Linked DNA regions of Mus musculus: all the other regions are linked to region 1. A link is a contact called in public Hi-C, HiCAR-type, HiChIP or PLAC-seq and promoter capture Hi-C data. All regions are on one chromosome and are shown on one strand. The core of a region is the stretch at or near the end of the contact, and the rest is flanking DNA. Distances in the headings are between cores, read along the strand shown. Region 1 holds the start of Mcur1 (mitochondrial calcium uniporter regulator 1). Region 2 overlaps Dtnbp1 (dystrobrevin binding protein 1). Region 3 overlaps Jarid2 (jumonji, AT rich interactive domain 2). Region 4 overlaps Jarid2 (jumonji, AT rich interactive domain 2). Region 5 overlaps Jarid2 (jumonji, AT rich interactive domain 2). Region 6 holds the start of Jarid2 (jumonji, AT rich interactive domain 2). Region 7 has its middle 26 kb from the start of Jarid2.

Region 1 (3,619 bases), core at 600-3,099:
TCCTTTGTGCATGTATTAGACCAACCTATAGGAAATTACCAAATGTTCAACACTTTTGACCTATAAAAATAAAAACTCCTTATGGTCTAAACGAATAGGTTTCTAGTGTTTCTGGATTATTTCCTTCGATTACATTTTCCGAGCTGGGTGTTGAGCAACATTCATCAACAGGAAAGGCTGTAGGTGAATATTTTGTGTTACCTGCCACTTTACAAACTGATATTTTAACCTTTTAAGTGTCGGACTTGTACCTAATTTTTAAATTATTTGCATGTTGTAGTCACCTGCACCTGTCTTCCGCATCTGTTTACACACTCCTCTGCCCAGAGCTCTGCTCTTTTATTATGGGTCCCAGCACTTTCCACATCAGTTTGTCTACATTTTTTAGCCCTTAGCTAAAAAAAGAGGAGGAGGAGGAGGAGGAGGAGGAGGAGGAGGAGGAGGAGGAGGAACGCTAAGTACTGGTCACTTCAGGAACACAACTGTTAGGTCTTAAACCCAGGACAAAGGGCTAACTAAGGTGCTTGTTTAACACCTCAAAGCGGGCCTGGCCCCTGGTTCTCTTAGCATCTGTCAGTGCTTACTACTTAACCCGATCCTTGCCCTAGTCTGCCCTCTACCCTAACGTCTCCAGTCCAGGGACTGGGCTGCCCTTCTCTTAGATGCCCTTCTTCATATAATCCAACCATTTTAGTGACCTAACCCCTTTTCTCTACCCTTTAAACTCCTGGCTCGCCTCTCTCTCCTCCTACTTCTCCCACGTGACCAGGCTCAAGGTCATGTTCAACCCTCTGGACTTTCCCAGATGTCTCTTGCCTCTGGCTATGCTTTCCCTTTTCTGGCGACTCTCTCCACCAACATACTGAGGGGCAGTCTTGTCCTTTCATTTTCTCCTCTGTCCTCCTCCCTCTCTCTCTCTTTCTCCTCCCCTCTCCTCCCCTCCCCTCCCCTCCCCTCCCCTTCCTTCCCCTCCCTCTCTCTGTCCCAGCATAGTCCCTTGTACTTGTTATTCATCCATCCAACAAACTTTCTCAAAATAACACAAAGGACCGGTAACTGCAAAGTGCAGCAGTCTTTCAAAAAGTTCGGAACTAAAACACTGCCTGTCTCAAATATCTTATTATGCCATAGTCTAGTTTAACATTCATATCCCTACTACGTTTTACGTTTCCACACTAGGACCTTTTAATGTGCTCTAACCCAAAACAAAAACTGTAGTCCCAAGTGGTGGTCCATGCCTTTAATCGCGTCAGTCAGCGGGCAAGGTCTGCTTGGTCTACATAGAGAGTTCCAGGACAGTGGAGGCTACATAGTGAAACTTTGTCTCAAAAACGAAAAGCAAAATCAAAACTGGAAATTTAGCTGTGAGTGTATGGACTCTGAAAGCATAGTTCCCTATGCCCGGTAAATAAGTCCCTAAAATACAACCCTAGGGAACTTGAGATCCCGGCTAGTTAATAAAAATCTAAGCCAGTCGAGCTTGGTCAAGAACTTCTCAAAGGTCTGCGAAGGGCAAAGGAGCCATTAACATTCTTAAGGGCAACTGCGAAATGAAACTGTAAATCGTAGGAGCCGAAAGAGCAACGTGATTCTGCAGCGGAAAATGGCTAAGGCTCACCCTAGTTCCTGTCTGGGAGACGAGGTTAGGGCAGGCCACAGGCAGGGAACAGGGGCGTGGGGATGTAAAGGCGGACCCGGCAGAGGGCAAGCCTGGAGGAGCCTGGCTGGGGCGACCAGACTAGGGGCGAGGCCAGGGAGGGCGGGGACGAGGCCCGCGGCGATGGGGAGGAGGCGTGGCGACGGCGGAAAGGGCAGGTCTGCGCGGCGGCCCACGCTCGCTCCCGAGGCGACTCGGAGTCGGGGCCGCGCGGGAGCGACCTGCGTGCGCGCTCGGGCCTGTGACCCGCTCGGGGATGGACAGCGGCTCCGTGGCGGCCGAGCGGCCGAGGCGCACACCGAGTCGCCAGCGGCTCCCGTCCTCCGGCTGCGGAGTTCCGGCGCGCCCGGGCGTCTCCACGCTGCCCGGTGGACGAAGCTGGCTGAGGCCTCGCGGACGGGCGGCCCGCGCGTCTCCGCTGTTGTTCCTCCTGCTCGTGCCCTCCCCGCGCCTGGCCGCCACCGCCACTGCCACCGCCCCGCGTAGGACGCTGGCTGAGCGCTCGCGCCCGGGGCTCGTTCTCCCCGCGGCCGCGCTCGGCGCCGGCAGGAACGCGCTGGGCCGTCTGCGGCTGGGCGCCCGGCGTGTGGCCGCGCTTGCGAGCAGCCGGAGAGGTGAGAAAGGACGGAGGGAGGGAGGGACAGCGGGTCACACAGGTGACCGGGCTGTAGCCACGCCGCCAGGGCGAGGGTTCGCAGCCCAGAGCCCCGGTGTCCTGGCTCCGGATGACACGCGTACTCGGGGCTGCCCTTGCACACCTGTTGGAGCCAGGGAAAAGTGGAAAAAGTGCTAGAAGCCGGTGCATTCAGGACCGAGGGGCGCAGATCCCTGAATGAAGAGATGACATTTCGTTTTGATTCCAAACTATTGATTCATTCATGGCCCGCTGTCGCCCATTCTCTGCCTGGCACTTTACTAGCTGTTTCGGGTAATTTGTTCAACAAAATCTTTTCTTTCCGGAGCTTACTTCAAGCAAGATATGCAGCAGGTGTTTTTCTATATGACTACACACACTTATCCATGCTAATTTTACTGTACTAATTTGACAGATAGTATAAAGAAAAATAGAGGCTTTATGTTTAGACTTGAAGAACTCTGTGCGTTTAAATTGAGTGACCAGAGCTTTGATGTGTCATTTGGGTAATTGAAGGAGGCGAGGGACACCGCTGAACTGCATAAGAAAGTAAACTAGCTGGAATGTGCTCACAGTAAATAGTAGATAAAATCTTATCGCACAGGCCAATCAGCAAACGTGGCTTAATTACTTCTTGAGTAACCTGTTTCTGGCCATTAGTGGCCATATGCACCCATGCTTTGGTTGTCTGTATTTTTTTTTCTATGAGAATTACCTGCATCTAAAATTTAAGAATACATATGGCTAGAGGAGAAACTCCTAATAGTTCTGAAAAATGAAGGACGCTTTATATGCAGATAGGAAAATGAGCAGTGAGCTTTATGCCCGAGTTTTGTAGGATTGGGAGTTGGAGATCTGTCTGGTTTCTTTTTCCCATAACTTGCCATCCTGTGTGCTCTTTTCATTGGTTCTGCCTTGAGACCAGGTGAGAACTGTGTAGCCCGAGCTGGCCTCGAACTCACAGAGATCCCTCGTGCCACCTAAGTACTGGGACTAAAGACTGGGCTACCACACCCCTGCTTGCTGTAGTTTTCACAAGCTGTTGTTGCCTGCCAATGTGTTTGCTCATAATTTATGGTTTGGGAGCAAAGAAGGAGGTTCTTTCTCGTTGTGTTAGCAAGATCGTGCCGTTTTAGTGTTAGGCTCCGTACATCTTAAGGGACACAGCAGAAACACTAGGAAACTTTCGTGCCCCCTTTTAAAGCCATCAGCACTTTGCTCCTTTATTCTTGGCCCCGGGGTTGTTAGTTTGGCTTTGTGCCTGAGGTCCACAGTGGGACAGATCTACCTCAGGATGGTGTGCCTTGAAATTTTGCAGTTGGTTTCTA
Region 2 (3,619 bases), core at 777-3,276, 1.4 Mb before region 1:
CTTTCTTTGGGTAGGGAGACTGGGACAGGGACTCCTGATAGATCTCTGGAGGTCTGTGACCCACTTCAAAGACGATGGGACTGAGAGTGACCGTCCTGCATCCCCTGCCTTCGTGGATATTCCTGCACGAGACATTTGCCACATTGTACGCAAGTTGTTAACATGACACCTTCTAGTCTGTGTTGAAGCAGACAGCCAAGCATGGTTATGGTCCTGACCCCAGAGCCTAGGCTCTTTCTGCTCCATCGTTCCTCTTGGAAAGGAAGGAAGCAGAGTGTTGTGTATTTCTCTTCTGAGTGTTTAATGTGCTGGCGCTTCACCACCAGGGCAGTGCAGAGTCCTGTTAGATTGTGGGTCTTCAACAGTTCATTGAGTATAGCAGCAAGATTATACAATTACCTTTCAGTGTATACTTGAACATTCTAATGCATTTTACAAGTTGTTATTGCTATAGAACAATATCTCCAAAGATGCCTTTCTGTTTGTAATTGCAACTTTAGACAAACATAATCAGTTTTTTGTCTGTAGATTTTTCTGGTTATTTCATGTAAATGGCACATATTATATATGTTCACTTGGCTTCTTTTGTTTACATTTGTGTGGAGATAGATGTATATTCCGACAGTTACCTGGTACTTCATTTCCTTTTGTGAGTAACATTACTATAAACATAAACTATCGGACTGGAGAGATGGCTCAGCGGTTAAGAGCCCTGACTGCTTTTCCAAAGTTCCTGAGTTCAAATCCCAGCAACCACATGGTGGCTCCCAGCCATCTGTAATGAGATCTATGAGATCTGACGCCTTCTTCTGGTGTGTCTGAAGACAGCTATAGTGTGCTTACATGTAATAATAAATAAACCTTTAAAAAAGAAAACATAAACTATGGAGATCTTCATTTATCGTGGGTAGATCTTAGGATAGACGTTGCTGAGGTGTGTGCTGAGGTTTGCTTACCACTCCTTAGAGAAGTCGCTGATTTTCCCAGGACGGCACTGACACTTTGCATCCCTGCTAGCAGTGTGGTGCAGTTGCAGCTTCTGCCTCTCCGGGTCTGCACGGGGTAGTGTGATTTGTTCTGGTTTTGCACTGCTGGGGTTTGACCAAGGATACCACATGCTCAGGAAGTGCTCTCTTAGGGAGCTGTCCCTGAGCCTTTACCTGCCTTCTTAGACTAGAGCCACAAGAGTGAGTGTGTGATAGCTCTGATGTGGATGGCTGACTAATCACCACTGCTATTGGGCGTTTACAATGCTAACAATACGAAGGCTGGCAAGGCCAAGTCACTGGTGATAAGCCTTTGAGACTAATGCTCCGTGTTAATACTTTCTCATCAGTGCCAGTGTCTCTGAGAGAATCAACTTCAGTTCAGGAAGGATTTATTTTGGTTCATTGTTCAAAAATAAATAAATAAATAAATAAATAAGGCTGTTTGCCAGGGAAAACATCCCAGTGAGTTAGTTCAGTTGGATCTGTGGTGACAGGCAGGAAGCAGCAAGTTGGGGGTAGACTAGAATAGTTACTACCATTAAGACCCCATTCCCAAGGGCTGGAGAAATGGTCCACCTCTTAGGAGCATTTACTGCTCTTCCGGGGGACTCAGGTTCAATTTCCCACACCCACAAGGCAGCTAATTCCACTTCTAAGTAATTTTATGCTCTCTTCTGGGCTCTTAGGTGCTCTGTATGCATGTGATAATGCTTTAGAAAACAAACAAACAAACAAACAAAAACCATCTTCCAGAGGTCACTTCTAAGTAGGCCCCATTTCAAAAGCCTTTCCAAACTCTCAAAACAGCCACCAACTGGGAATTAGTGTTCAAACCCTGTGGGGACATTTTACTTCCAACCATGATATCCTTGTTCCACAAGGCAGCCAGTCTCTGCCTCCTGGTCTGAGCCTTCCCACAGTTTCTAATTCCTGGTCCATTCTGTGAAGAAGTCACTGCTGCATGCTCTACTGTTGCTCTACTATTGTGCACTGAGCTTCTCCGGGGACGCAGCTTCTTCATCGTGCGGGGGCTGTTTCCTCAGAGAATGTGAGCAGACACACCCTTCTCCCATGACTGTCCTGGGAGAGTGTTTTCCTTACAGCAATGCAAAAGCAACTGTTCATTTACTATACCAGTTTTGGATCTGGATATATATGATTTATTTAATTCCAAAGATGGGAGGAGAAAGACCACCAGCTCAAATCATCTTGTCCAAATTAATTAAAGCAGGCAAATAATTAAAGCAAGCTTGTTTTAGGCGTGTACAAGACAGCCTCCTCCTAGGGCGGGGTTCTAGAGGTCAGCCTTGGGTATGAGGAAGACAAAGCTCTTATGACTCAGTGGTCAGGAATTTCCAAATGGAGGATTTGGCGGGCAAAATAGGTGGGGTTACAGAAGCAGAAAATAAGCATAGCAAGTCAGTTATGACAGCCCCTGAAACAAAGACTGCCCTAACCGCAGGCAGTCATAACAAGGTAGCCATACCAACCCTTTCAAAACAAAGGTAGAGCTGCAAGATGGTGGTTAACCCTTTGAAACAAAGGCCTGCCTGCCATTCCTGGAACAGACAGTTGAATACCATGTGTAGTTAAGGTTACAGGTGGGCATAGCCCAGTCCTTGAGAAACAGAAGTTTCATCACAAACAGCAGTGAGCCTAGTTTGTCTTTACTGTAAGATGGCTTTTAAGCCTAAGACAGAGGCAGACTAGTTCTTTAGTTTGCCAATATTTTTCTTGTATAGGGATTTTCAGTGCATTTTGAAGTATAAATAAGACCTTTTGTTTTGATGGAGGTTTTGGTTGGTTGATTAGTTTTGAGGTAAAATCTCTCTAGGTAGGCTTGGTTGGTGTGTACTTTCTATGTAAAGTATGTTGGCTTCAAACTTGTTATACCTCTCTCTATCTCTGCTTCCTGAATCTGGGATTACTGGCATGAACCACAGTGCTTAGCTTCAAGTGTTTTCATTTTGACAGTTTCTTTTAATTTTTTTTTTTTAATCTGCCTTCTTTCCATATCCTAGAACTCTGCTTCACTCGAGACTGAGGCTCTCCTGTTCTGTTTAGAGGTTTTTGTAATTGTCAGGTTCCATTTGGATGGGAGGTCATAGAAAGCTGTGTGAGGGAGTAGTGTTTTAGCTCAGAGAGGGGCGAATACAGTGTGTGGGTGAAACGCCTCGTTTGCCTATCTGGGTGCAGTTCTTAGGCTGGAGCACAGTACTGCTCCTGGAAGTACTGCATGGAACCATCTCTGCTAAATTAGCCATAGACAGAGAGTATGACCAGAGTGGCTCCACTCTGCCTTCCAGAACAGAAGTGGGTCAAAAGCCAGCTCTGGTAGCTCATATCTGTAATCCAAGCATGTGGAAGGCTGAGGCAGGGGTATTGCCATGAGTTTGACATCAGCCTTAACATCAACAACAAGAAAAGTGTGCATAGTTTGGGGAAAGATCATTGCTGTTTAGGAGGCTGTTGACCAGGCTCAAGAAATACAGTCAGCTTCGGCCTGCAGGAATTAGAACAGTCGAGCCTGATTGTTTGAAATCTCTCAAGATGGTAAGTGGGTTAGATCATAACAGTGTCTGTGGCTTCTACCCCATCCACTAGGAAAGGAGGAGCTGCTTCCAAACCTC
Region 3 (3,619 bases), core at 650-3,149, 1.3 Mb before region 1:
AGGAGAATCCCCAGGTGCTCTCAAACCACCTAACCTTGCATGGGCAGCAGTGAGTGCAGACCTTGCCTCAAACAAGGAAGAAGGTAAATCCTTCGCATGTGCTGTGGGCAAGCACAAACCCACACACAAGCATCAACAAACATTAACAGTTAAAACTGGTGAAATGCTATGTTAGGAAAGAAATTCAAACAAACAGCAGTGAGAATAAGGGGAGAAAGACTTCCATACTGACACTTGGAAACTAACGCGTTGACATAGAACACATAGCACAACTGCTCCTTGCCATCCTCTCCAAAGCAATCAGTGCTCTGCTGCAAGTCAGCATCCTCCTTTGGGAACTGGAAATAAGGTGTGTGTGTGTGTGTGTGTGGGGGGGGGGGGGGGGAAGGTCAATGAGCCTGCTAAACTCACTTTTATCCCTGGAAAAGAAACTTTCCTTGGAAAGAAAGAACTTACTCCAAAACTGACCTCAAAATGTACCACACACACACACAGAGAGAGAGAGACAGAGAGAGAGAGAGACAAACAGACAGACAGCTGGCAACAAACTGAGCTGATTAGATTAGGAAAGGGATAGTTTGAGAAGGCACTGCAATCAAGAGTGAAGGAATGATGTCATGTTCCTTTAAGATGGCCCTGCCTCCAACCTCAGCTGCACTTTCAATCCATTCTCCTCCCACCAAACCTTACTGTGAAAAACTCAACCAATGAGCATCCAGGATGAGACTGCAACCCAAATCCCAGGAATAGAGGCCTGTCTGAAGGGCCAAACGGCCACAAACCATAAAGGAATGCCATGTACCATTCAGTACCATTCCTGAATGGACCCTTTACTCAGAAAGAACACCCTGTGATTCAGACTGATGGATCAGAGCTGAAACCTGCAGGCACTAATGTCCAGAGGAGGCACAAGGACTGAGTCCACAGCAGCCGGCACAAACTAAAATACGAATTTCAGCAAACCTGCAATTTCCTTTATTCAGATTACAGTTTACAGCAAAATCTAGTCTTTCTAAGGAAAAAAAAAAAAATCCTAAATAGAAGCTTGTAGAGGCCTTTAAAGTGAGCTGTGGCCAGCAGTAACCATGAGCTCAACACAGGAGGGGCGACACAGGCTGAACCCTCTCAATCTGGCCTGTCTGCCATAGTGTCAATGAGGTGTCAAGAAGCAACCATAGGCTGGGCGTGGTGGCGCACGCCTTTAATCCCAGCACTTGGGAGGCAGAGGCAGGCGGATTTCTGAGTTCGAGGCCAGCCTGGTCTACAGAGTGAGTTCCAGGACAACCAGGGCTGCAAAGAAACCCTGTCTCGGAAAAAAAAAAAGAAGAAGAAGAAGCAGCCAAAACGGCCACATGGGTGTCAGACCAGTCCTGGACAGAGCTGACCCCGGGGTTGGCAGTGGATGTCAGGCTCCGGGCTACAGAGCTAGGTAGAGCATGAGCAGCAAGAGAGTTATCCAAGTTCTAAATCAGAGTCAACTAAAAAGCTGGCTGGGAACCTGTCACCCAGAAGGAGAAGCTACACCTCCCCAACACTGCTCTTCCTAGCTCTGTGCTGAGCCAGGAATCAGAACTGGCTTCTCTCCCTTCACAAACCAGCCACTGCTAGATTCCTATGTCAGCAGCTGTAGGGTCTGAAGGACTCTGCTGGGCACTGGCCAGGGAATATACACAAACAGGACCAGCTCTATTCTGCAGCACCTCACACGGACCAGCTGCTAATTGGCCCGGGCACACAAGAGCACACTGTCTTCCAACACTGCACTAACTCCAAGAAGAGAGCTGGCAGAAGCACAAACATGGCCACCTGCCAATCCCATTACATGAAGAACAGGAAAGGAGAAAAGCACACCACGACTTGAGGGGATTCCAGACATTCTCCTCCAGAACACACAGAGAGGATGGGAAGGAGGCAGTTCCCTGAGCGTGAAAACTGCCAGCTGGACCAGCGATGGAGCCCAGGCACGCCCCCCAGGCCCTTCCAGCAGACTAGGGAATTCCCAGAGTAAAATGCTTGGCTGCCCAAGCACAGACACACGGAACAACCTCTGCCTTTGTGTCCCATCATACTGCACCAAGACCCTTCCTAGTGTCACAGGACGTTGTATGGAGATGGCTAACTTACTTACCTCAATCTCTGCTGGTGCGGGCTCCTTGCTGAAACACATGTTCATGATGTTTCTTGCTGTTCGATAAAAAGTTGTTAGAGAAACAGATCTTCCCTGAAACAAAGAAAACAGAAGAAGAGTTTGGCTTAAGACATGTTATGTTAAGACATAAATTTCTGTCATAGGTCTCTGTCCAGTGGCTTCCCCATAGTGACAAAGACACACTGTGTGCTCAATAGGTGACAACACCCACCTAAGTTTGTTATCCCAGTACACTGTGCTCGGGAAAGCAACACCAAGAGGTGAGCATGAAGACAGGGGTGGGTTTGCTCTCCAGCAAGGCAAGGCTCGGCATGAGGTTGACAAGGTTACTTTCCTGCAACTTGAAACCTTTCTAAGCTCCCTAAGTACAAGAAGGATCTAATGTAAACACTACCACAGATGCAACAGACAGGGGTGATGGGCATGCCCCTGCAGCCACCCGCAGTGCCACAGACAAGTTGTGGGCACCTGGGCCAACCATGTCAGCTTTTTCCAACTAAATCTTTATTTAACATATCAGGTTTATAAAAACAACAAGAAATATTTCCTGGGGTTTAATATACTATCATAGTATCGGCTTTAAATAACTACCAACAGGCATGGAGAGCACGCCATTTCATGACAGTTCTGTGTTGCCAAAGACTCACCTAATGCTGTAAATGAGAAAGAGCCCAACCTCTAGAAGCAACACAGAAAGTCTCCTCTGTGATATTTGGTCACAGCAGCTCAGAACAGTCCTAAGACAGCGTCCTAGCGCTCATCCCACAGAACAAGTCAGCTTCCTCCGGCTCCAGCAGGGCAGGGCACACCCTACCGCACAGCCCACTCACCTTATAGATGCACTTGTGGAAGTCATTGAGGACACCTTTGTCTTCTTCCTCCTCTTTGACCACTTCTTTTTCCTGAGCGAACAGCCGCCGCCGGCCCGTCTTCAGTGGGGCCCGGCCCACCTCCTTGAGCTTGCTACGGAATCCATTCCTAGGTGTGACACCGTGGACGAGCCCATTCTTGGGCTCAAAGCGGGGCAGGGAGTGGAACTTGTGGTGGTCGCTCTCCGTGTGCCCCTCTAATGGCCCTTTGCGCTTTTCCAGGATCTCCTTCTCCATCAGCACCTCCTTCTCCAGCCGTCGGTGCTCCTCGGGGGACAGGGAGTCATAGGAAAGCAGGTACTGGCAGTAGGCCTCCTGCAGCTTGGCCAGCCGGTCCTGGGCAGTTTTGGGAATGCGCAGCATGTCTGCTAGTTTGTTCCATTTTTTGAGGTCAGTCACTTGCTGCATGCCGCCCATCTCATTAATCAGCCGGAAAAAGCAGGCCAGGTCGAGCTCACAGCCTCCTGGGCAGCAATGGGGTGAAATGGTTAACAAGGATATCACAAGTTGTTTTCCTATGCCCTATTAGTCCTGAAAGCCTTACTACAAAACTGCTGCTCTAAAGCAGCCAGCAGCCAGCTTGTATGTACAAACAGTTTTG
Region 4 (3,619 bases), core at 495-2,994, 1.3 Mb before region 1:
ACTTTGAAAATGTTAGCCCCAGTAAAATTAACTTGGTAAAAGTTCTAGAAGTACCATTAATTGAACAAACATATCAATTGTACTGTCATTTGATTGTATGCAAAACAAAACTAATTACTTTCCTTCAATCAAGACTGCAAAAAGTAGTGAATGCAAAGGAATTATTAGTGCAGCCACTGTAAACAAAGTACAAGTTCGTCTGAAATGTGTTTAAAGCTGTATGTCCACAGTTGCCCCTGTAATTTAGACTCACAACTCAAAAGGACGGGGTTGTGAGATTGCTGACCAAATATGCAGAAAGGGGAGGAGGAGCCCATGTTCACAAGGTTAAATACAAGGTTCTTATGGATCCCTCCCCGCTGCGGTCAGCAGGGCTGACTCTGCCTCTCTCTCCTCTCTCTTACACCTCTTTCCCTTTGCCTACTTTACTTTAGCAGATCTTCTTTTCTTATTCAAATGCTACTTTTCCAAAGTATTCTACAACCAAGTCTAAACTGTTTTAACTTTCTTTAGAGAATACATTTCTCTTCCTTAAGGGGGAGAGGTTGGGGCTGGTGAGATGGCTCAGTGGTTAAGAGCACCCGACTGCTCTTCCGAAGGTCCGGAGTTCAAATCCCAGCAACCACATGGTGGCTCACAACCATCCGTAAAGAGATCTGACTCCCTCTTCTGGAGTGTCTGAAGACAGCTACAGTGTACTTACATATAATCAATAAATAAATCTTAAAAAAAAAAAAAAAAAAAAAAAAAAGGGGGGAGAGGTATTGGAGGAGACTCAAAGAAATTCAAAGGAGCCCCCAAAGCTAATTCAAGTAAAGTAATTTGTTCATTTCAAATTTGGACCCACACTCTATAAAAATCTGTTTTTTGACATTATGAAGGCATCTAAATGGCCACTTGTTAACTATGACCCGTGTCGGTGTATGCCCATCTATAGTCTGTAATAGCCTGTTGATCAAGAATACAGGTTTTCTCAAAGTGTCTCTACACTCAAAAAAAGTTAGTGTAATATTAGAAGTCAAAACAGTGTTGTTACATGTGTGCGTTATCACCTCTTTTCCTGGGTGACTGACTTTGGTCTTTTTTGTTTTCAGCTACTTTCAAAGAACTTAACTTCTAGCACTCTTTAGCTTCCAGTGGTTGCCTACGTACCCGGCTTTGCAGAGACACACACGCACACACCCCGCAAGTACGCATGAGTACCAGAGTTCGTTTTCCTCTCCTGCCTGCACCCTACCCCTTCCATAAGGATCTGTGTGATACAAGCCATATCTCCCTTGTAACGGACGGGGCACTACAGACAGAGCACTGGAAAGAAGCCCCTGCGCTGAAATCATAACAGATGTGGGTAGATATGGAGAATTGGCTCAGGGGTTTCCTGGCTGTTCTCATTTCTCAATGAAGAGGATGGAAGGGTAAATCATTCAACCGTGATGCTTCCTGCATCTAGGCAGACAACTAAGCTCTGCAACATTGTTCGCAGACTTAGTATTGGACAGTATACTGTTTTAGAATAAAATGTACCCTGTACATTTCTGTCTCTAAAGTGCTTCCCTCAGACCTAACATTTTGAAGTCCAAATAAGAGCCCTGACGAGAGATGAGAGCTTTCTCAGATGGGTACAAGGTTTCTATTGTAATTAAGTAAGGTACTCAGTAGGCCTAGTTAGTGTAGAAACAAACCCAAAGCAAAATCACAAACAAATGCCACTCCACACAAGTTGCTATGCTCCAACAACCATAATCATTTAGTCAAGATGTGAAAAACAGGAAACTACACTGTGGTGAGAATGAGAAACTGTGCTTTGAAAAGCAGCTTGCCTATTCTCCCAATCAATAGTCAAGATACCAAACAAGCAACAAGCCAGAATCAAACCCATGTCCACACAAATCATCTTCATTGTAAACGTATGTTCAGACTGCATACTCAAAATGACTAAGACACACATGTCCAAACTAATGATTTCCTGGACTCCAAGAATGCTTTTTATCAATATAAAATCTCTAATTGAAAGACAACTGCCTTTCACACCCTAAAATATCTGTTGTGCTACCTTTCACAGCTTCCTTTCCCTTCACTGTCAGAAGCAGTGCCTGAATAGGAAACCACAGATTTTCTGCTCCCTATATATTGGGACAAACAAATGAACAAATTCAAGACAGGAGGTTACACCAAGAGATGACCGCACATGTCTTTTGTGAATCTCACTCCGACCTCCCAATGTATGTATACATTCTCTGCTGCATTGGTACCAACAACAGAATCCAATGTGTGTCTCCACATGAAAACATACTGTCAGGAAGCAGGAAGGACAATGTCACAATAATGTGACATTTAGAGTTCCTAGTCTCCTATAGAAATCTCAGAAAATGCTGGCATGATTTAATTAATACATTTATCTGAGTTCAAGAAACAAGACTTAAAGAAATGGGAAAGATGTATTTAAGTGTGCAAAGTCTACAGTTTATATGGGCAACTGCTCTTCCTTGTACAAGTTACTGAGCTACTACTTACTCTGTACATGTGAAAGATGGCAGAGTTGATTAGGACTGTTTTTAAAAAGAGAGAAAAAAACAGCCTAGAGAAACCCAATATATATTTGAAGTATTTAAAATCCTCCAGTTCAGTACAGTGTTTTTCTTTAGAAATAAAAATAGATACTAATTGTAAAAGTTGCCAAAATTAACAACTCCTGCAGGCACTACATACATGCACTGGGTGCACAGAAATACATTCTGGCACAACAACAACACCACGTACACATGAAAGAAAACTAAAGCAGCAACTTCAAGAATGACAAAACCATTTTCATTTGCCAGCTCAAAAATACACTTCTCGTATGGCAAATTATGTAACTAAATACCTTATTATCATTCTTAGAAAAATGATGAAATCTTACACCATTGAGCAGGTATGCCCATGATATATAAATTAATCATACTTTTATACAGTATTTTCACTCTAGGCATCCTAAGTAGTTCATACTAATTCTAATAAAGTATAACTACTGTTTTATTATGATTAGTTATTAATCTCAACGTTCCTGATAGTAAGAATCCGTAGTAATAAGTATGCATGGCAGGAGGAGGAACAGAATTCAGTGCTATATGGTTCTGAGCATCTACTCTGGACTGAGGAATGAGAAGCTAATGAGAGGTGTGAAATGGAGCTAACAGAGTTTAAAGAGAGAGCCAAGAATCATCGATGATCAGAAAAATGAGCCTGGGCAGCCTTGAAGAAGCATGAGAGCAGAGAAATAAGGATGTGTCTTTTCTTACCTACCAACAGAAGCAACCACCAGTGCCAAAAGAGTACACATGATACACTACATGAAAGTATACATGTACACATGAGCTGACCACACAGCAAGAGTGCAGAAGCCTGAGAAACTTCCAGGCAGAACTCCTAAGTTATTCAATATGGGGGATGGGAGGGCATGGACACAAATTAATATGGAATATTGCTTGGCCACAAAAAAAAAAATCTGTAAATCAGAGACATTTTTAAAAGATTTCTTTATTTAATGCATGAGTGCCCTGTGTGTATATGTACACCTGCATGCCAGAAGAGGGCATCAGATCCCAGTATAGATAAAACCACCATGCAGTTGCTGGGAATT
Region 5 (3,619 bases), core at 762-3,261, 1.2 Mb before region 1:
ATTTACTCATATGGCCTTGCCACACAGATGGGGCTCATCAATGCCACCTGGGAGCTCGCTTTATAAGAAGGCAACCAGTGGGGCCCTACATCAAATATCAAACCAGAAAGAGCAATTGCACAAGATCCCCAAGTGATACACGCAAGCCACATTAAAATAGCAGGTGTTATGTATGGCTTAAAGCACACTCCTGCCTTGTAGGCATAAGGTAAGCAGAGATGAAACACTAAAGGAACAAGCTGTGACAGTCTGTCATAATGAACCAGAAATTTATCTAGTTACCTATATTCCTGCCATAACTGCAAACTAACTGAAATCCTCTTGGTACTATACGAACTAAATATGGTACAATAATAGGTGCGTGTGTATTAAATAGCTTATCTGGTATCTTTACCTTAAAACTGGTCATTCTGTACAATGAATGGACAGCCTTGTCTAGATAGGTAAGTAAGGAATTGGGAATGTATCTCTGACTGCCCTGGTACTCACTATGTACAACTCCGAGATCCAATGGCCTCTGCCTGGAATTAAAAGTGCCACCAAGTCAACTAAATAAAAGTGATCACCATACAGAGCAAACAAAACTGCCAAATAAGAAAAAGAGTGGGCTGGTGAGATGGCTCAGTGGGTAAGAGCACCCGACTGCTCTTCCGAAGGTCTGGAGTTCAAATCCCAGCAACCACATGGTGGCTCACAACCATCTGTAACAAGATCTGACACCACACCGTCTTCTGGAGAGTCTGAAGACAGCTACAGTGGACTTACATATAATAAATAAATTTAAAAAAAGAAAAGAAAAGAAAAAGAGTGAAGAATAAAACACATGAGAAGTGACCACACTATAAATCATTTACCTAAAGAAGCCATTGAAAGGCAAAACAGGACATGCACTACTCATGTGAAGCTATTAATCCAACATGTTAGAGCCTCTATTGGTTAGACAGTTTGCATAGCTTACTGATATGATAAAAGTGTTTGCTTTAAAAACCAAACAAGCCAAGCAGAGGTGGCACATACCTTTAATCTCAGCACTCAGGAGGCAGAGGCAGGCGAATATGAGTTCGAGGCCAGCCTGGTCTATAGAGTTCCAGAACAGCCAGGACTACAGAAAAAAACCAACAAACCAATCCTGAATTACATTTCCTGCAATTCAGTAAGGGCATGTGGTGCACAACATACAAACATGCAGACAAAGCTTTCACACATAAAATACGTATTTTATGATTATTTTAATTGTTTTCACTACTTCACAAAAGGAAGTCAAAAGCAAATCATCACACCCACAAGGCAAACCAATTTCCTGATATTTTGGAATAAAGGATATTCAAAGTTCATTCTTCCTATGGAACCACTGTGGAAAGAACTGAATGGTTCCACAAGAGATATTTTTAAGGACTTACTAACAGTAGAGTTAATTTCATAAAAGAAGTAACATATGCCCAGCAATATGCATTTAAAATTAAAGAGGTTTGCAATTACCCACTGCTGTAATTTTCCCTACACTGTCAATAAATAAATGTCACTTCCAGTTACAGGTGAGATCTGAATGGGAAAGTTTTAAAAATATATAGCATTATAAATGAGATGCAGTAAATGCCTATGGAACACAATGCTGGCTGATTCAAAGCAAAATGTGTACAGTTCATGACAGAATGAGAAAGTCCTGTAATATGTCACTTCTGAAATTACTGATCTTCTCACAAAAGAAGTTCAACTTCCAATCTGCTGACCTGAGTAAAACCCCATCTGTCACTCGGTAACTTTCCCTCTTTCCATGTCCCTAGCTGTTCCTTGGGAATTTTTTAAAGCCTGGGATTTCAGTACACCTACACACTGCTTCAAATGTTTAAATGCTTGAGTGTGAATCTTACCAAATTCTCTAAGTCTTCTTGCCAATATTTGCTTCCTGTCTGCCAAAACTAACTTGGTAAAAAGCAGCTATCTAGTGACACTAACAGAGTCTGACTCACCCATCTTTAAAAGTCAATGCAAAGTAAGGACTCCAAGTGTTGGGTCTAGAGAAGGCACTCACGGCCTGATGACCTCAGCTCCCACCGTGACTCGCATGACAAGTTCACTGCTGTCTGCTCCTCCAGTGTGAGATCAGCCCCCCCCCCACTCTAAAAGCACCAAATGACTGCAGTACATTTGCATACAAATATTTTTAAAAATGAAAAAAAAAAATGTGGGACTGAAGAACTGAATGGGTGGTTAAAAGTGCACATCACCCACGCAGTGGCTCAGAATTGTCCAGAACTTCAGTTACAAGAGATCTGACATCCTTTTCTAAACTCTGCAGGCACCAGACATGCATGTGGTACACATATTCAGGATAAACACACATACGCATAAGTTTAAAAATACTTTGGAGAGAGGAAGGAGTGGGAAGGGAGAAATGATATATAATCTCATAAAAAGTTTTTTTTAAATGAGGACAACATTAAAATCTAAAACTTAAAGAAAAAAACGAGCAAAACCAAAGTCCTTGGGGTTAATGAATCCCAACATCATGGAAAAAGGGTTAGCAACTCATTACTCTCTCCCTACTCTTTCACATATGTATACACATGCATATGTACACAGCCATACTTACATGTGTATACATATGCATAGATATCCACACCACAACAGTTCTAAAAACACGGAAGTATGCACATGGGCTTTGCAAAGAGGCTCTATCTATTGTCTAGTAATTAAGACATTTCAGTCTTCAAATATTCCAAAATGAGTGATTTGGTATCTGCTTGCTTACAACAGGTGGCCTGCAACTGGCTGTGTAGACAGACCAGGCTACCCTTCATTCCCAAAGACCTACCTACCTCTGAGGCTAGCTTCAGACTCTCAAAGATCCACCTTAACAATGAACACTAGGATTAAAGGGTGTGTGTCACTATGACTGGCAACAATTGTAATTTTAAACTTTCTCATTACTCTCTTGGCTGCAGAGAGTTGAAGACAACTCCAGAGCTCATGAATTACAAATGTAGTTTATGAATAAGCTCCCAAAAAAGCTGGAAATAAGAAAAGTTTCCCAAGACAAGATGCTTCTCTATAGATGAAGCTTAAACATCACTTGTCCAATCACAATGGAATGCCAGGAGCACAGCTCTAAAGCAGAAGGGAAGTATACACCAAACACACTGCACAAATTTCTTACTTGCCTTTAAAAGGAAGTTTCTTAAATGCTTACAAAAGGAAATATGTAGTAGTCAGAGTTAACAACACATCTGGATGAGGCAGTACATACCTATAACCCTGGCACTTGAGAAGTAAGGCAAGAGAATTGCCAGTTGGAGGACTGGTTGGAAAACCCTGGCTCCAAACCAACAAAATGTGGATAGAAAGATCATCATTCAGTTTTTTTTTTTTTCACTACTGAAATGCTGACAGATTCCAGCCTGCATATCACTACACCATATGAACCACAAACAGGGAGACAAAGATATACTGAGTCTCTCATTTATTCTCACCAGCATTTAGGACATACATAGAACCCCACTTTAGTCCGTCAAAAAAAAAAAAAAAAAGACTAGAGAAAACTTAACATCTTTAGGGTAGAAAAGGCAGTTAGAAACTCAGAGGGGCTAGAGAGATGGCTCAGTGGTTAAGAGCGCTGACT
Region 6 (3,619 bases), core at 805-3,304, 1.2 Mb before region 1:
GGGATAGGGTGGGGGTTCTCGTCCCAAGTTCTACCCCATATCCTTTGTGGCTACGTCAGGAGACATGCTCTGGGAAGGAGTCCACGCTCCAAGGCAAGGCTGTGTGTCCATGCAGTTTCTACACATCGAGTTTAAACTAGTCCTTTGCGCTTTACCCGGCCCACTGCAATGCGGATGTATTTTAATTCTTAAATTCCTTATGGAGTAGGCTTTGTAAGTTGAGCTTCATTTAATCTTACGTTTCTTTCAAGTTAAGTTTACGTGTATAGATTAGGATCAGCTCTCCGGGAGAAATTCAGGTTTTCCATTAAATGTGTGTGTGTGTACACATTTAACAAAACCACTGCCCAGAAGGTCATCTCCCATTATACACTCCTCTCTAACCAAAAAGGAAAAATATTAAGACCAAATCATCGACCCTAGTTAAATAAAACTTTCTCATAGGGTCGCATTGTTCTTTATTTATCTTCAAGGGCCTTTTTTTTTTCTGGGGGAAAAAAGTGTACTTTGCTCTAAAGCATACGCAGCTAACCACCGGATCACTCGAGTGCATATTTGGTTAATCCCCTGGTTTCCCTCTCTACTCCCTCCCCCCAAACTTACAAAAAAAAAAAAAAAAAAAAAAAAGCCACTACACAAAACAAAAACACTCCCTATGCCAAGCAAGACGCTGCTATACTGTGCACAAAACAAACCTAACCATCACAACCCAATCTCAGAAACCCAGTTTTCAGGGAGAAATTATTCGTATTAACATGCATTCACTCAGGCACACATATACTTTTACATGAGCTATGTTTTTCCCCTCAAACTAGAAACCATGAATCTTTAGAACCAAAACCAGCCTCTTTATAAAAGTCAATACCAATAAATGCATTCCCAGTAACATGATTCCCAACTGGGTCATGTTGCAAGCTAGATAAGCCAAAAGGGCCACATATATTAAATGATGTGCCAGTGCTAGAAGATCGCCATAATCGTACTCTGGATTGCAACTTAGCTTCCAACACACATACCTTACACGATTTTCCAAATAACACTAATAACAGGCTCATTTGTATGCAAAGTGCAATATGGGACCAAATCCGCCCGAGAATGCAGTTAGATCACTGCGGGGGCCCCCACACACAGAACCCCAACCTCCACCAAAACCCCTTGCCTTTCACCAAAACTACATCAACGTTGTGTCATTCGAGGTCAATTTATATACTTGAGGTATCTCTACACCAGTCTGTTTTCTCAACCAAACTAGGCAGACACGACTTTGCCTGAAAAGCCCTTTCGGAAAAGAAAGAGCTTTATCGGACGCTGTTTAAAACCTTTCAGCTGCAGAATTATCTATAAACTTGACATTCACAACCATCGCTTAAAACTGCAAGCCAAAGGATGTGTTGTTAAGAGCACTTACGTATTTCTTCTGAATGATATTCCTCTTGGGTCTTTCCTTGCTCATTCTGAGATCCAAATGCTGATTGCAAAAGGGGACAATTGCTTCATGAATTTAAAGCCGTCAGAAATTTGCAAAAAAATATCCTGGTGGTTTTTATTGTTGTTGGTGGTGGTTGATCTTGTAATCCGACTTTTCTTCCTCTTCCCCCAAAACCAGATTCGCCTTGAAATAAATCCGAAATTGAGAAGGATAAAAGAAAAAATATAAAAAGAGCCAAAGACGAGCGAAGCAAACAAGAAAAATTCACTTTAGTAAAACACTCATAATGGAAAATTTCCCCCGAAACATACAACAGACACAAAAAAAGAAAAGAAAAAAAAAGAAGAAAAAAAAAAAAACCGACGCCCTTCACTCCCCCCCTTTTTCTTCCAAAAACTACATCAGCGAAACGTGAAGGTCCTTAGTATCTGATCTGTAGTTACATCTTGAAGAAGAAAAAAGGAAAAGATAAATTTAAAATGTTGGAAGTCACGTTTGTGCTGCAGCAGCAGTGCGAGCAGAAGAGTCAACTCCAGCGGCGGCGGTGGCGGCGGCAGCACCACAGCGGAGGGCTCGCCGAGTCTCTTTTTTCCAAGCCCCTTAACCAATGAGAGAGAGGCTAGCCAGCCCAACTTTAAATGGACTCTGCTTTTATACAAGTTAGGGCTCCTCGGCTAATTCGCCACCTCCCGCCAGCCGAAAACTCCCACAGCTGAGCCCCCCGCACGCCTGCCTAACCTCTGCCCACAAGCCCCGGCCCGGTGCGGAGAACTCCCGCAGCCCCGTCGACGAGACCCCGGAAAGGCCTCCACGAAGCCTCTGCGGGCCGCCCGTCAGGCGCCTCTCCCACGCCGAGCCCAGTCGTGGAATTGAGAGAGGCTCCCTAGCTCAATGCATGGCACGCTCGGTCGCTCCACCTCAGCCCCTTCCCCCCCCCCCCCCCCACCCGCAGTCCGCTCACCCAACAGTCGCCGCATGCAAACCTTCGCCACTGCCCTCACGTCTACCTGCAGCCGGGCAGCTGGGTACCAGTGCCCCAGGACGCCCGGCCCGGGGGAGAGCCGCCTATTCCCGGGGCACCTTAGAATAGTCCCCTTGATCTTCTGGAAGTTGTAGTCCCTTGACTACAAAATGGCTATGGCCACGGAAGCGAAGAACTACAATTCCCAGCGTGCCCCACGCCTCCTGTCACTCAACTCCCTTTTCCCCGATCGCTTCCCCCTCCCCCTTCCCCGGGCCCTGCCAACAAACGCTTGGACGTGTCCCGCGTGCGACACTGCTAGAGGCTGGCTCGGGATTGGCCCGCGGAGCGTGTGGTCCGGGAGCGAGGAACTCCCCACGCCGGCCCCGCCCCCCAGTCCCCTCCCCGCGGGGGCCGCCCTCCCGGCCCGGCCCGGCTCGGCCCGGCCCCGCGCGCCCCGCCCCGCCCCCACCCCGGGCGCGAACCGCCTGTGGAATCGAGGAATCGGCGCGCGAGAGCGCGCCCGCGGGCCCGCGAGGGCAAGCCGCCAGGCTTCCCGGGGGAAAGGCCTCGGAGCGTGGCGGCGGCGGCGGCGGGGGGCGGTGTCAGCGAGGGGTTGGAGCGGGTCCTCAGCCAAACTGGGCCACGCACCAAGAGGGATCCTCGCTCGGTGCGAACTCGCTGATCGGCAGCGCCCGCTTGCTTCAGCCGTTGCCGGCGGTGTCACCTCAGGACAAGCGCCCGTGTGCCGAGCAAGCGGGCGGCCGCTCGGCCGCCGGGGTGGTCCGAGGTCACGGCTCCAAGCCGGCCCGCGGCCGCACGCGACCCCACGCGCGAGGCAGACGCGGCTGGGGCAGCCTCCCGGCGAAAGCTCGCGGCCTCGTGGTCGCCGGCCCGCGTGCCCGCCCCTGTCCCCGGGGCCGACGCGACCCTAGGCCGTCGCCGGTGGCTCCGAGGTGAAGCCCCGCCGTCCCTGGAGACGGTGAAGGGGGTCTTTACCCTCAGGACTAGGGCTGTCCGCGACCGAGACTCCCAACGCCGAGGTGAAACCGTGAACGGAAAAATGGAGACCGACCCCCCAACACAGGCAGCCCGTAAGGAAGCGTCTCGAACACTGAGTGCCCGAGAGCCCAATGGTCTGTGCCCCGCAGCCTTACCTGCCCCAGCCCCTGCCCTGCCCAGGCTCGCCAGTCGCTCAGATCAATGGATCGCAGGCCCTGCTGTCGCTC
Region 7 (3,619 bases), core at 513-3,012, 1.1 Mb before region 1:
AAGTGAGTGGGGTACTAAGGAATATCCTAAACCCAGACTCCCTCATTCCTGTCAGGACACTTAACTCACCCTGCGTGGGGGGAAGAAGAGCCGTCCCTGCCCCATTGCATAATCATGAACAATAAATGGCTGCTGATGCTTTCAGCCACCGAGTTTCTGCTTGGCTACACAGTGGTACAGTCTGTACTTTCTTTGTGTGGGTATTAACTTGGTATTTAAAACAAAAAACAAAAAACCAAACGTGTGTGTGTGTGTGTGTGTGTGTGTGTGTGAGTGTGTGTGTGTGCGCGCGCGCTCTCGAGCTCGTGTGCCTTTTGAGACAGGATCTCACAGAATCTCCTTGCTGGCCTTGAATTTACAGAAAATCTACTCCCTCTGCCTCTCAAGTACTGGGTGGGATTAAAGGTGTGCACACCCCCTCCCCCAGCAGACACTCTTCTTTTTTGTGTTTTTTTTAAATTTTATTTTTTGCAAATTTTAAAACTTTGATCATGTTCACTCCCGACCCCCCAGCTCCTTCCAGACCCCCCTCACCTCTAACCTCTTACTCTCAGTTTTGACCATTCATACTTTACCTCAATCCCATCTGAGGTTTCTTCCTCCCTCCTTCCCCACCCTCCACCCCACCCCCAGGTCTCTCTTGGTTACCCTGGCCTGGAACTGGCTATGTAGATGAGGCCAGCCTCAAACTCCTTGGTATCAGCCTGTCTCTGGCTCCAGAGAAATGAGATTAAAAGCTTATACTCCACCACCTCCAGGCCCAATCCATTCTGAAACCAGCTAGTTTCTGCAATGTACATGTCAGGCTCATTCTAAGATTCAGGCGCTCTATTATAGTATCCTGTGCATCTGCTTCCTTGCCGGATTATTGGTTCGTCCTCTAGTGTCTTGCATATTCTCCTACAATCAGCAGACAGAAGGGACCAAGAAATTATTTGTGAGCTGTGAGTGGGGCAGTGGAGTGTTCACCAGTCATCCAGCCTTTCCGAGGCTGTGGAGGGAAATGTTTTGGATTTGGGGACGGGGATGGGGGGGGGGGAGCACTGTTACTCTAAAAACCAGACTTGGTGGCTGTAAGGTTAGCCGGCCGGCTACAAGGAGACTCCAAAAGGCGCGCACACAGGTGATCTTAGCACATGGGAAGTGGAGACTGGAGGCCACTTGACACCTAGTCTCCACTTTCCAAAAGGTCAAGCCAGACAGGAAGACTGAGCAGCCGGCCGGCCATTGGTTGTTGTTGTTTGGCTTGTTTGTTTTCCCATATTCACTTTTGCCTTGTTTTTCAGTCTGTGGTCCCTGGACTTTGCCTTCCTTGGCCTTTGTAAGGTCAGGATGTTTGGGACTTCCTCATTCCAATACAATTCTTTGAATTTTTCCTTCAAATGCAAATAAAGGCACTTACCATTTGGATAGCGGTGATTAAAGAGAGAAAGGAGGTTGGTTTCGGGATCCTCCTCTAAGGTCCCTTTTAGCGGGGTGGGTGATGGAGAGGAAGAAGCCAAACAAAATTCTCCAAGGGCAAAGAGTTGAAAGGGAATCAAGCGATAGACTATCGAATCCCACCAGAGTTGACGTTACACAGCTCTTTATAGTAAGATGTTAAGCACTTAATATTTTATTTTCCTTGCAGGTCACAGCTATTTGTTCTTGGGACAAATGTGCATATGCTTATTAGATTTAACAATCCACCGCTCCCGGTTAGGAAAGGAGCCAGGCGGAGCCTGACTCCCTCGAAAGAATAGGCCTCATTAGCACTTGTGGGGACGAAGACTCAAGTTCTCAAACCAAAAGGAAGAGTAGGAGGCCACAGTCAGTGGTAGGAGAAATTGCTGACTCGATCTCGCCCCACCCCCACATTTCCTTTTCCTGCATCTGTCTTTTTCTGAGCAAGGAATATTTCTTTCCCTTCCCATGCTTTGAAATTCACGGTATGTGTTTTTACATTTTTTAAAGATTTATTTATTATTATATCTAAGTACACTGTAACTGTCTTCAGATGCACCAGAAGAGGGTGTCAGATCTCATTACGGATGGTTGTGAGCCACCATGTGGTTGCTGGGATTTGAACTCAGGACCTTCGAAAGAGCAGTCGGTGCTCTTAACCACCGAGCCATCTCTTCAGCCCATGTGTTTTTAATTTTTAAGATGTATCTTATCTATGTTTTGTTAGCCCAGGATAGCAAAGAACTCAGTGCATCCCTCCTTTTAGCCTCGTTTCATTATCTATATATTTATTCACTTTACATCCGATTGCTGCCCCCTTCCCAGTCCCCGCCCCCCAGGTTTTAATTTACTCCACCTCACCCACTTGCTCCTTCCAACGTCTCAACCTCCTACCCACTTCCCTACGCAAATACCTTATATTGATTTGTGCATCTCTATAGCATGTTAAGCAGATTTCTTCTCAGGCCAAGGCAACCATGATGGTACAGGTCTGTAAGGTGAGAGGTGGACGTGATAGTGTTATCTAGGCTCCGCCCCACAGTTACCTGGCAACAGCCGGGAATGCCTGACTATAAAAAGGGCTGCTTGCTCCCTCCTCCCTCATTTATCCTCCTTCCTTCTCTCCTCTCTGTCTCTTCTCCAATCCCCCTCCTCCCTTTCTTATAAAACACAATGGATAGGGTCAAGAATTGGAAGTCAATCTCAGCTACACAAGTTCAAGACCATCACATGTCAGATGAGACACTACCCCCACACACAAACACACCCCATCTCAAATTGCAAAACAAACTAGAAAAGGAAAGATTTCTGAACTCAGAAGTTGAATCACCAGTTCAGTGGGGGTGCAGGAGCACGACACAGTGACTAACAGCCACCCCTCCTCTGCACTCTCAGCTGCCTTGCGCTGGCCCTTCTCTGGAGATGCGGGGTGGAAAACCTGCGCCTCCGATTGACGAAATGCTTCCTCACCACCGTCATCATCGGCGAAGTTAAGGGTGAAGACTCATCTTTAGTAATAAGGCATGACTGTAATTCCTCACCCTCTGGCCATTATTAATTATGATTCATTGCATGAAAGAGAAAATAAAGATCTACATACGCTCAAAGCACATATAAACTGGAAGGATTTCAGGTTTGGGCATGTGAGGCCCTTCCCTTATCCAGGGCCATTTCTCTGGAGGCAAGACGTCTACCCAAAGCTAAGGAAACAGTTGGATTGTCCTCTTACAGGGGAAGGTCTTCATCGTCATGAGGGCTATACCCATCCAGCCTTTCATGACTTGCTATTGACACAAGGATGAACTGAACAGAGCATAGTAAGTGAAATGAATGTGAATCCATTTTACCCCTTTTCCCTCCATAGAAAAAGAAGGCATCTTTAACTGCCACGGGCTACATTCCCATATTAGCCAGGAAGTACTTGGTACCCAGGCTCATGTAATTATGTGTTGAATTCTCTGAGCCAGAGCTGGATGTAAGTTTGGGAAAGAGCATGTAGGGCCCTTGAGTTCAAATAAGGAGTGTGTAACTCAGGCGAATACAGTGGCACACCCATATTGTGCCTATACTCAGAGCAGAAACAGGGCGTGGAGACTGGGGGGGCGGGGGTAGGTAGAGCTCACTGAAAGTTTGATGCTAGCCAGGATTACAATGAGAGATGCTGTTTCAATAAAGT

Evidence for each region. Hi-C and Micro-C count contacts between places; a contact is called where the count stands out from the background. HiCAR-type assays count read pairs that join an accessible place to other places. HiChIP or PLAC-seq counts read pairs in DNA pulled down with a chosen protein or histone mark. Capture Hi-C pulls out chosen DNA fragments and counts their contacts.
Region 2: a contact with region 1 is called in an H3K27ac HiChIP or PLAC-seq map of embryonic stem cells, with 9 times the contacts expected there. The contact joins the enhancer-like site here to the promoter of Mcur1 in region 1. A contact is called at or near these places in 8 of 39 promoter capture datasets (cranial neural crest, embryonic stem cells, frontonasal cranial neural crest and 4 more) and 3 of 115 datasets of contacts at active chromatin or transcription factors (embryonic forebrain, embryonic stem cells and forebrain).
Region 3: a contact with region 1 is called in a HiCAR-type map of kidney, with 4 times the contacts expected there. The contact joins the enhancer-like site here to the promoter of Mcur1 in region 1. A contact is called at or near these places in 7 of 39 promoter capture datasets (HPC-7-derived erythroid cells, cranial neural crest, embryonic stem cells and 4 more) and 1 of 115 datasets of contacts at active chromatin or transcription factors (kidney).
Region 4: a Hi-C map of CD8 T cells shows a contact between it and region 1, with 6 times the contacts expected there. The contact joins the enhancer-like site here to the promoter of Mcur1 in region 1. A contact is called at or near these places in 5 of 39 promoter capture datasets (cranial neural crest, embryonic stem cells, hippocampal neurons and 2 more) and 1 of 484 Hi-C or Micro-C datasets (CD8 T cells).
Region 5: a contact with region 1 is called in a HiCAR-type map of fibro-adipogenic progenitors, with 5 times the contacts expected there. The contact joins the enhancer-like site here to the promoter of Mcur1 in region 1. A contact is called at or near these places in 6 of 39 promoter capture datasets (the 3T3-L1 cell line, cranial neural crest, embryonic stem cells and 3 more) and 2 of 115 datasets of contacts at active chromatin or transcription factors (fibro-adipogenic progenitors and large pre-B cells).
Region 6: a promoter capture Hi-C map of liver shows a contact between it and region 1, with 3 times the contacts expected there. The contact joins the promoter of Jarid2 here to the promoter of Mcur1 in region 1. A contact is called at or near these places in 9 of 39 promoter capture datasets (cranial neural crest, embryonic stem cells, frontonasal cranial neural crest and 5 more), 8 of 484 Hi-C or Micro-C datasets (B cells, CD4 T cells, LSK cells and 3 more), 22 of 115 datasets of contacts at active chromatin or transcription factors (the 230-238 cell line, T-cell acute lymphoblastic leukemia, astrocytes and 17 more) and 2 of 9 other capture datasets (adipose tissue and liver).
Region 7: a contact with region 1 is called in an H3K27ac HiChIP or PLAC-seq map of embryonic stem cells, with 3 times the contacts expected there. The contact joins the enhancer-like site here to the promoter of Mcur1 in region 1. A contact is called at or near these places in 4 of 39 promoter capture datasets (embryonic stem cells, frontonasal cranial neural crest, liver and 1 more), 1 of 484 Hi-C or Micro-C datasets (embryonic stem cells) and 3 of 115 datasets of contacts at active chromatin or transcription factors (all in embryonic stem cells).

Annotation. Positions count from the first base shown.
Region 1 is chr13:43,558,421-43,562,039 of GRCm38.p6, reverse strand. Mcur1 (mitochondrial calcium uniporter regulator 1) reads left to right here and starts at 1,849. Exons shown (of 9, transcript NM_001081059.3): 1 at 1,849-2,271. The coding sequence starts at 1,914.
Region 2 is chr13:44,938,233-44,941,851 of GRCm38.p6, reverse strand. All of the region lies in intron 7 of Dtnbp1 (dystrobrevin binding protein 1), which reads left to right. Among named protein-coding and RNA genes, the nearest start is that of Dtnbp1, 62 kb to the left of the region's middle. Within about 2 kb of position 2,026, at least 86 of the 459 cell types and tissues checked have an H3K27ac peak or open chromatin away from gene starts, as enhancers often do. A contact at or near this core is called in embryonic stem cells, where this site is marked.
Region 3 is chr13:44,906,096-44,909,714 of GRCm38.p6, reverse strand. It overlaps Jarid2 (jumonji, AT rich interactive domain 2), which reads right to left. Exons shown (of 18, transcript NM_001205043.1): 8 at 2,980-3,482; 9 at 2,129-2,221. Among named protein-coding and RNA genes, the nearest start is that of Dtnbp1, 94 kb to the left of the region's middle. Within about 2 kb of position 1,899, at least 108 of the 459 cell types and tissues checked have an H3K27ac peak or open chromatin away from gene starts, as enhancers often do. A contact at or near this core is called in kidney, where this site is marked.
Region 4 is chr13:44,809,361-44,812,979 of GRCm38.p6, reverse strand. All of the region lies in intron 1 of Jarid2 (jumonji, AT rich interactive domain 2), which reads right to left. Among named protein-coding and RNA genes, the nearest start is that of Jarid2, 80 kb to the right of the region's middle. Within about 2 kb of position 1,744, at least 18 of the 459 cell types and tissues checked have an H3K27ac peak or open chromatin away from gene starts, as enhancers often do. A contact at or near this core is called in CD8 T cells, where this site is marked.
Region 5 is chr13:44,769,468-44,773,086 of GRCm38.p6, reverse strand. The region is part of intron 1 of Jarid2 (jumonji, AT rich interactive domain 2); the gene reads right to left. Among named protein-coding and RNA genes, the nearest start is that of Jarid2, 40 kb to the right of the region's middle. Within about 2 kb of position 2,011, at least 39 of the 459 cell types and tissues checked have an H3K27ac peak or open chromatin away from gene starts, as enhancers often do. A contact at or near this core is called in fibro-adipogenic progenitors, where this site is marked.
Region 6 is chr13:44,729,706-44,733,324 of GRCm38.p6, reverse strand. It overlaps Jarid2 (jumonji, AT rich interactive domain 2), which reads right to left and starts at 2,054. Exons shown (of 18, transcript NM_001205043.1): 1 at 1,409-2,054. The coding sequence starts at 1,453.
Region 7 is chr13:44,703,439-44,707,057 of GRCm38.p6, reverse strand. No RefSeq gene overlaps it. Among named protein-coding and RNA genes, the nearest start is that of Jarid2, 26 kb to the left of the region's middle. Within about 2 kb of position 1,762, at least 29 of the 459 cell types and tissues checked have an H3K27ac peak or open chromatin away from gene starts, as enhancers often do. A contact at or near this core is called in embryonic stem cells, where this site is marked.